Linked DNA regions of Mus musculus: region 2 is linked to region 1. The links are chromatin contacts, called in public HiCAR-type maps. All regions are on one chromosome and are shown on one strand. The core of a region is the stretch at or near the end of the contact, and the rest is flanking DNA. Distances in the headings are between cores, read along the strand shown.

Evidence for each region. HiCAR-type assays count read pairs that join an accessible place to other places.
Region 2: a contact with region 1 is called in a HiCAR-type map of astrocytes, with 2.1 times the contacts expected there. The contact joins the promoter of Dnah6 here to the enhancer-like site in region 1. A contact is called at or near these places in 1 of 484 Hi-C or Micro-C datasets (cortical neurons) and 2 of 115 datasets of contacts at active chromatin or transcription factors (astrocytes and embryonic stem cells).

The regions. Positions count from the first base shown.
Region 1 is chr6:72,728,297-72,732,781 of GRCm38.p6, forward strand. The region is part of intron 3 of Tcf7l1 (transcription factor 7 like 1 (T cell specific, HMG box)); the gene reads right to left. Among named protein-coding and RNA genes, the nearest start is that of Gm31249, 9.3 kb to the right of the region's middle. Within about 2 kb of position 2,370, at least 59 of the 459 cell types and tissues checked have an H3K27ac peak or open chromatin away from gene starts, as enhancers often do. A contact at or near this core is called in astrocytes and cortical neurons, where this site is marked.
Region 2 is chr6:73,219,843-73,224,327 of GRCm38.p6, forward strand. It overlaps Dnah6 (dynein, axonemal, heavy chain 6), which reads right to left and starts at 1,789. Exons shown (of 77, transcript NM_001164669.1): 1 at 1,717-1,789. Gm40377 (a long non-coding RNA gene) reads left to right here and starts at 2,955. Exons shown (of 3, transcript XR_869180.3): 1 at 2,955-3,260; 2 at 4,311-4,388.

The DNA of each region.
Region 1 (4,485 bases), core at 1,120-3,619:
GATGAGGCATCTTTTCTAGGCTGAGGTTAGAAAGAACCTGAAGCTCCAGAGACCACTGTCTCCCCCCGCCAGCTGTGGCTGCACCAGTAATTGGATACAGGGACGCACAGCTGGGGCACCCTGATCATACGCAGCACAGATAGTTCTGGGCAGTGATGAAACAACGTCAAAACATGGTGAAAATAAAACCAGAAAACCGTGTTCCATGCTGCAAAAGTGCCTTTGATAGAGCCTGCACTCAAATTTGTATCCCCTCCCAGAGAAAAGCCCCCCCACCTCTGACCCCAGTGAAGAAACCAACTTCTACATGAGCTAAGTGGGTACACGGTGCTGACGAATAGTGCCAGGGCTTCTTCCCATCCATCCCACAGCTGAGGAAGCAGAAGCCGGGTGGGCTCAGTGGCTGGAAGCCAGCACAGGACCAGGGTGCGAGGTCCAGCAGCATCCATCCATGTTTTACAGCGTCCGGAGGGTTTGAAAACACTGCCATGTCATGCAAACTCACTCCGTTCCATTCGCCACTGAACACGTCTTTTGGGAAAGAATGCCAGCTTTCCTGAGCCCATGACCTCCTCCCAGAGTACATGGCCGTAGGGGATGAGGGTGGGGTGGGGAGGGAGTTTTCTGATCTACTTGTCCTGAATGTGATACTGCCCCCCCACACACACACTCCAGCTGTTGTCAGTTTGGAAAGTGTTCCATGCTATACTATACAACTGTATGTTTCTTTATCTAAATTGTAAGGCTCTTATCGACTCTTGTGTGTGTGTGTGGGGTGTGTGTGTGTGTGTGTGTGTGTGTGTGTGTGTGTTTTCATGTGCATGTGAGTTGTGAGTTCTGGCACATATGCAGCTGTGTGCGTGTGAGGTCAGAGGACAATCTCAGATGTGGGAGCTCACCTTCTACCCTTGTTTTATCTTCCCTGCCGAATATGCCCGGTTTACAGGTATTCTCCTAGCTCCACTTCCCACACTGGAAAGTTAGGCTCGCACATGTGCATGTGCTTTACATAGGTCCTGATGCTCCAAACGCAGGTCCTTATTTGTACAGCAAGCAGTACACCACTGAGCTGTCTTCCCAACCTCGAGGGGCTCTGAAAAATTTCTTAAAGGGCGGGCTTGGTCATCCAGAGAATCCGAGTTTGGTTCCTAGCACATGCATCTAGAAGCTCACAACTGGGCTGTGACTCCAATACCAGGAAGAATCTGGCACCTCTGATGGCACCTGCACACACGTGCACACACCCCCTCACAGACACAAGCTTTAAAATAAAAAAAAAAAATAAGGTCTTAGAAATCATGTTTAAGGCATCCACCACCAAAGTGGGTGTGGCGACTCATGTTTGCAACGTTAGTTCTACGAGGATAGCTGTGAATTCGAGGGCAACCTAGGCTACCAAGTCAGCCTTGGACTATAGGGAGAGAACTGCCTTGCAATTAATTCCTAAGGCTGCTGTGGCTGCCATCCTCACAGTTTCCCACTGTTTCTTTGACATTTTGGCCTGTGCGTTTCAAAAATGTCTTTGTCCTCAGCATGGCTCTATGATGCCTGGCCCATAGCAGAGATGCAGGCTGGAACAAGGGCCAGAGGTTTTTAAGGATGTTGGCTAGCAAATGACACAGAAGCCAGCTAAGTGTGAGGCCTCTGAGGCACGTGCACTAAGTCATCCGCTGAGTACAGCACCCCCTCTGCAGAGGTCTGGGGTCCCTAAGAAGGCGCCAGAACACCCCTGCAAACACCTTCCTACCAAAGGGCTACACTCTGGCCACGTTCTACCTCGATCGTGTCCTCTGTCTCTAGACCTCAAATTCTTCTCTCCTTAACACACAAGGTGATCCCCTTCTCTTCCACGGGCTTGCCACACCCCAAAAGAGCAGAGTTGAAGGGGGGACTCTTGAAAAGCCAGTATGTACACAGTACACATCAGTGCTCCCTAGGGCCAAACGGAAGCAGCAGGCGCTCAGTTCATTCATTCAACAAGCACTTATTAAGTGCTTCTGGTATGCAGGCCTATAAAAAGGTTTCTCCTCTTCACAGAACAACAGTGGGTGTATAGGAAGATAAAAGGTGAAGGTCGGCCTGGGCTTGCTCATTGCAGCTATCCCTCCTTTTGGGGGGTGGAGGGCAAGGCACAGCATGAATGAACCCCAAATGACTGACTGATGTTACTCTTGTGGGCTCCCTCCTGTACCACAGGCTCCTCGGAACAATCGGGGGGTTCCTGGAAGCAGGCTGAACAGTCACATTCGGCGGAGCCCACAGAGCCCTCTCAGCTGATTGTGTCCCGGCAGCCAGGGTCTCGGAGGCGCATGAATGCCCCTGAATGGGCCCATTCAGTCTGATGGACAGGAGCTGAAAGCTGCAGGCACACAAAAGCCACTGGGCAGCCGGGAGGGCTCCAGCCTGGGCTTTGCCCACGGGAAGGGAGGCCACCCTACCACAAAGACCAGTGTGAAGACGTCTCTGTGGGTTTTCAATGACACCCCCACCCCGGCCGCCAACTGCAGAGAAGTGCCCCTACCCCCACAATGGCAACCAAAGGCCTAGAGCAATCCGTGGAGAAGCTGCAGAAATTTACATCCAACAGACAAGCCAGAAGACATTGCTCTTTAGTGTGTTGTGAGACGAGGGCTATGCTGAAGGATGCCTTGGCGAGTTGGTCTTGTACATTTGTTAGCAGCATTCCTTACACCCACGGTGACCTTTAAGGACTGCAGCTGACCTGAGACTGTTTAACATGTCACCAAAAAAGAAAAAAAAAAAAAAAAAAAGATCTTCAGAGGGCATGGCCAATATTTAAATGAAGATTTGGGAGACGGCCTATTCTTGTGTCTCTCATTTGGAATACTGATGTGTGTGTGTGTGTGTGTGTGTGTGTGTGTGTGTGTGTGTGTAATCCCTGAGATGACACATATTTTTAAATAAGACCAGGAAGGGGAGAACCACCCACCTGGAATTCTTTTCACCGCTCCGGGGGAAGGACAGACTCCACTCTGAGAAGCAGAGAAGTCTATTCAGGCCAATATTGAAAGTTCACAGTCAGGTGACTCCTTGGGAACGGATGGCTCTAGCCCCAGAGAGCAGACAGCTTTAGAAACAGCCTCCCCAAAGGTAATTAAAAATAGTGCCTCCTTATAATGCAATACTATAATGAGCAATTAAGATGAAATTAGTGTGTCACAATAAAAAAGATGCATGGCATTCTTAGCCTCTGCAACCCAGCATCGGGGACTCATTGGGGGGAGGCTGATGTCTGGGAGTGGACAAGCAGCGGTTTCATCAAGGAAAGATTAAGTGTTCAGATCAATTTTGTGAACACTCTAAGATAATGTGAAAATACCTGAACGCCATTGTTGCTTTTGTTTGTATTCAGTTTATTTTCAAAATAAAAGAATGATCCAAACAGATTTATGAGGGCAGAGAAATATTTATAGCAAGGCACTGATAAATCGAATCATCAAAATTCACCAGTGCTAATATTTAGATGTATCTGCTTCAAGTCCAGGGTGGTTTCTGTTCGTAAAAAATAGAATTGTTATGGCATCAGGTGAAGCCACCTCCCATCCTTCTGCACAAAACAGACACACAGCCGTGTTTTTATAGGTTCGGCACTGTTATCAGACAGTGTAATGCTGTTTTGTGTTTTGTCTTTGTAATTTGAAGTGATTGCATAGACATAGGAAATGTAAAAGAAACACATAAAGTCCCAGGCGTCCTTTACCCAGCTTGCCCAAGTTGCATAACCAACTTCATCACATGCACACACCAGAATACTGCGGGAGAGATAGCTCAGTTGGTAAAGTGCTTGCTGTACCAACACGAGGACCCGGGTTCAAGCCCTAGAACCCTCTTGAAAATGCCAGGTGTGGGGCTGGAGAGATCCTGAGTTCAAGTCCCAACAGCCAAATGGTGGTTCACAACCACCTGTAACGGGATCTGATGCCCTCTTCTGGTGTGTCTGAAGACAGCAACAGTGAACTCATATAACATTAAAAAAAAAAAATCTTAAAAAAAAAAAAAAAAAAGGCCAGGTGTGGCTGTGGCCGTGTGTTGGTAATCTCAGGCCTTGACAGGCAGAGACAGGAGTCAGCCAAGCCTAAGAAATAAGCCTAAGCCTAGGTCCTGAGGGGGGAGACAGACACACACACAAACAGAGACAGAGACAGATCCTGTCTCAAGATGCAAGATGGGCAACTTCTGAGGAGTGTCTGCACATGCGACTATGCACACATTCCCTGCACACACATGAGCATGCGCCAGCAAATACAGCCCTACCACAAAACCCAGGATGTCGATGCTGGTACATCTACGGTGCTTGCTCAGATTTCATGGATTTTAAAAGCATTTTTTTAAGAAAGCACTTCTACGTATATATATACTTCAGCACGGTTTGATCATGTGTAGCACTGTGCCAACTCCACAGTAGAGACTTGTGATGGCTGATCTCAATTGTTAGCTTGACAGGCGTCCTGGCATGCCTGTGGG
Region 2 (4,485 bases), core at 539-3,038, 490 kb after region 1:
AGCGGAGGGAGCATTAAGGACCAGGGAGAACTGAATTCACATGATTCCCCCCCCCCCCACAAAGAAAACCAGTCAGAGTTCTTCCCCACAGAGTGCTGGGACTAGAGGGATAACAGCTGAGATGTTTGCCTGGCTTGAAGAAGCCCTGGTCTGGGCCTGCACCTGCTTGGATTTGGAAGGATAAAGAGAAGGATGTTGAGCACTACATTTGTCAGATCCAGTACACATAACGTTTCCCCAGGAATTTGGTTTTATAGATGCAGGTAAGAGGTCTGGGGAGATGGCTCCATCTGTAAACTGTTTGTTAGACGAGTGTCTTGGTGTTTCTATGGCTGTGATAAAACACTGACCACATGCAACTTGGGGAGGAAAGGGTTTGCCTCATGTTACAGCTTGTAGTCCATCTTGAAGGGAAGTCAGGGCAGGGACCGAAGGCAGAAATTGAAGCAAAGGCCATTGAGGAACACTGCTTCGTGGCTTGCTCTTCATGGCTTGCTCAGCTTGCTTTCTTATACAACCCATGATCACCTACTCAAAGGTGGCACAGCCTGTGGTAGACTGCACCTTCCCACGTCAATCATCAACCAAGAAAATGTTGGACGGACAAGTGTTTAGGCCAATTTCACAAAGGTGTTTTCTCAGTTGGGAGTCCTTCCCAAATAACTCTAGCTTGTGTCAAGTACACACACACACACACACACACACACACACACACACACACATACACAGCAAACAGACACCAAGCATAAGGACCTGAGTTCGGATCCCTAGCACCCATGTAAAAAGCAAGGCATGGAAGTGTTGCATGTAACCAAAGCACAGGGGAGTAGAGGCACACAGGTGAATCCTAGCCAGCCATGGATTGGTGGCTTTTTTTCTTTTCAACCCCCTTTCCCTACTTTGGGTCCATGGTTTGGGATGGGAAGGCCTTCCAGGCCACAAGTGGCTTTGGTTGAGCTGCTTGGGGGAGTGTTTCTGTGGGGGCATTTATGGTGGTGGCTGTAGGCTGGGGCAGGAAGGAGGGGCTGGCAGCTGCTCAGGGACTTCAAGCCAAGCTATCCAAACTTCAGATTCGGTGAGAGATCTCTGTTTTTTCAAAACAGGGTGGAGAAGCAATTGAAGAAGACAGTCCAGTATCAATCTCTAGCCTCCCATATTCATATGCAAAGGTGCACACACAGGTGTATACACACACACACACACACACACACACACACACAGAGAGAGAGAGAGAGAGAGAGAGAGAGAGAGAGAGAAAGAGAGAGAGAGAGAACAAACGAATGAACAAACAAAACATCTTGAATCAGGTGTGGACATGCCTACATTTTAATCTGGCTCAGTGCCAATAGAAATCAAAAGTCTTTTATGCAATTTTAACGTCTCAAGTAAGCCTATGAGAAACGAAAGGTCTTGACTTTAATGATGTGCTCTACTTAATATTTAAACTATCATTTCAACGCATAACGGTGCTGTGTGAGGCAGGGCTATGTCTTATCTTTCCGGGTAAATTTATACCTGGCGTCTAATGAACAGGACAGGTCTAGATTTGAACAGTCAGTATGTAGTCTTGGGCAAGCCTAGCATCTCTAGTCCTCGCTTTCCTGTCCCCCGGGATAGGAAGCTATCACTGAATCCATCTTTTCTGAGACTTTCTATCCCTGGGGAGGGGTTGCTGAGTGTCTGACTCTGCCCAAAGTTCAGTTCCAATGGACTCACCAAGCGGTTCAACAGCAGCGTTCCCGAAGGGTCTCCAGAGGCCCAGCAATACCTGGTCTGGGAACAGAAGTCTAGTCCCAGGAGAAAATGTTTCCCGTTGCTTAGCAACCACTGGGCCACCAAGGACGCTTACTGCACTAAGGAGGAGCCGGTCAGTCGCTGCCAGCCAGTCTCGAGGAGCTGCTCTCGCTCTCCTGGAGCGCGCCAAGTAATTGAGCCAATCGGTGTTCCCAGAGTATTTGACGTCATTAGTTGTCAGGGAGCAGGCCCCACCCGGAGGATTCCTGCTTTAGAATGGAAATCTCAGGCAGCTTGGGCAAGCAGGCATAGGAGGTCCCGTCTTTTTATGTGTTCCTTCGTTTCTGGACGATCCATGATCTGCAATCCAACCTTCTGTAGGTATCTGTTGTTTCTCAAGAGGCTTGAGTATGACTTGACGTTCGCCCACATCTTAAAATGCTGAGGTGAAAGATTCAAGAGCCTCAGGCGAAGGTTGGGCGAACTATGGAAGCCCTTTCACCTACCTTGGGGAACTGCTTCCCGGGTTGGCAGAGGCTGCTTTTCAACCTACAAAATGTCGTGATCACTGCTGGAACTACGTTCTTTTTCTCCTCCGCTTTCTAACCGTGCCTTGGATAGCCACCCGCTAACAGAAGCCGAGAAAACAGAGTGCGCCTTTGAGCCCGCCTATCGTCAAGTAGATTATACAGAGCTGGAGTATAGATTACAGACCACTCAATCTACCCCACCTCTCCTCACACGCGCCCTGAGTATTGGGCTGACATTTTGTCTCTTGTCATGTGAAGTTTTCAGGGAACACATTACAGTTTTCACAAAACATTTTATTTTGTGCGCGCATGAGTGCTTGTGTGTGTGTGTGTGTGTGTGTGTGTGTGTGTGTGTGTGTGTGTAGGTTCTACAGTGTGTATGTGGAAGCCAGAGGAGAATTTAGTTCGGATCCGTTCTTCCATTATGTGGCTGCCGGGGATGAAAGTCAGGTCATTGCGCCTGGCAGCAGGTGCCTTTGACTGCTGACCGATCTCACTGGCCCTGGGGAGTGTTTAAACACTATATATATATATATATATATATATATATACATATATATATATATATATACATACATACATACATACATACATACACATACATACATACATATATATATATATATATATATATATATATATATATTTGGCAACTTGGCTTTTTAGAAGCTCATAAATTTAACATGACACATTTTATGAGTGCACACTAATTTAGCAGCAAAGGTCTTATTTAATGACGAAGGTCGGATGTTAGGAGAAAGATAAACAGGAAAGACCCATCAGGCATGCTAAGTAAGGCATCCAAGCAGCAGGATGGATAGCATTGAAAGGGCAGCCCTGGATCCTTGGGAAGCCGCACAGCCTCAGGCTCTCAGCCTCTCTCCCCACTTTTTGACTTCCTGCGCATGTCCTTATATGGGGTGCTGTCCCTTCCCAGGCCTTCAGTTCTCCACTTTAGGCTGCACGCTGTGTGCTGGAGAGGGCTTCTTCGGGCAGGTAGGATTTTGTACTCAAACTTCCACAAGACCACCATCAGAGGTGGGGGAGGGCGAAGCGCAGGGGGAGAAGGAGGGAGGGAGGGAGGGAGGGAGGGAGGGAGGGAGAGAGAGAGAGAGAGAGAGAGAGAGAGAGAGAGAGAGAGAAGCCCAAGCCTCAGTAGGCTGAGGTGTCACATTCCACTCTCAGCACTCACAGGAATTTCAACTTTGCCCCATTTGGCAGCGTCCCCGGACATCATTGGCCTCCAGGCTCTTGGCTTGGATTTTCTGGGACTCCCTGGCCTACTGTTTATTCCCAGTTTGTTCAAAGCAGCTTGCCACCATGTGTAATGTGCTGGCATTTTTTTTTTAAAGGAGGGTAGGGATAGCTTAATTTGTTGTTGAGTTTCTATTTCTAGAATTTTAAAATACTGGTTTTCCTTCACTTTAAATGATATTTATTTCTTGTCTTTGCAGGTAATATGCTAATGCAGAAGTTAGGGGCAGTGTTGATTATATTCCATTAGCCTGAGATACTTGTGACCCTGTCTCAAACTAAATCAATAAGATAAAATATACTTTCAAATTAAATCAACAAGATAAAATATACTCTAAGACTTGGAACCCTGGTGGTGATGGCGCATGCCTTTAAATCCAGAACTTGGGAGGCAGAGGCAGAGGCCAACCTGGTCTTTAGAGCAAGTTTTAGGACAGCCAGGGCTACACAGAGAAATCCTGCCTCAACAAAACAAAACAAAACAAAACAAAACAAAACAAAACAAAATAAAACAAAACAAATAGTAGCAAATAAAACAAAAAAACAAACAAAAAGACGTAGAATGTAGGAAATAATGTAAAATACTTCACTAATTTTTGTATCGACTACATGAACTAACAATATTTTAAGTGAATTGGGTTAAATAAAAATATAATTAAAATAAAAAACATGTGTTAACACCAATGGATTTTCTTTCTTTTAAAGATACTTAGTGAACATTTTGTTTATTTATTCGTCTGCTTGTTTGTTATTTCCTGCGGCTGTGTGTGTTGCCATGGCACACGTGTGGAGGTCAATGGACAGCATCGGAGAGCTGGTTTTCTCCTTTCTCTGTGGGTCCTGGCGTCAAACTTCAGGTTTCCAGGCTCGGTAGGTAACAAACACCTTTACTCTCTGAGATGAGTTGCCAGCCACACTGATGATCCTAAAAATTGTGTTGTCCATTCATGTTATTTGAGTGCGAGGA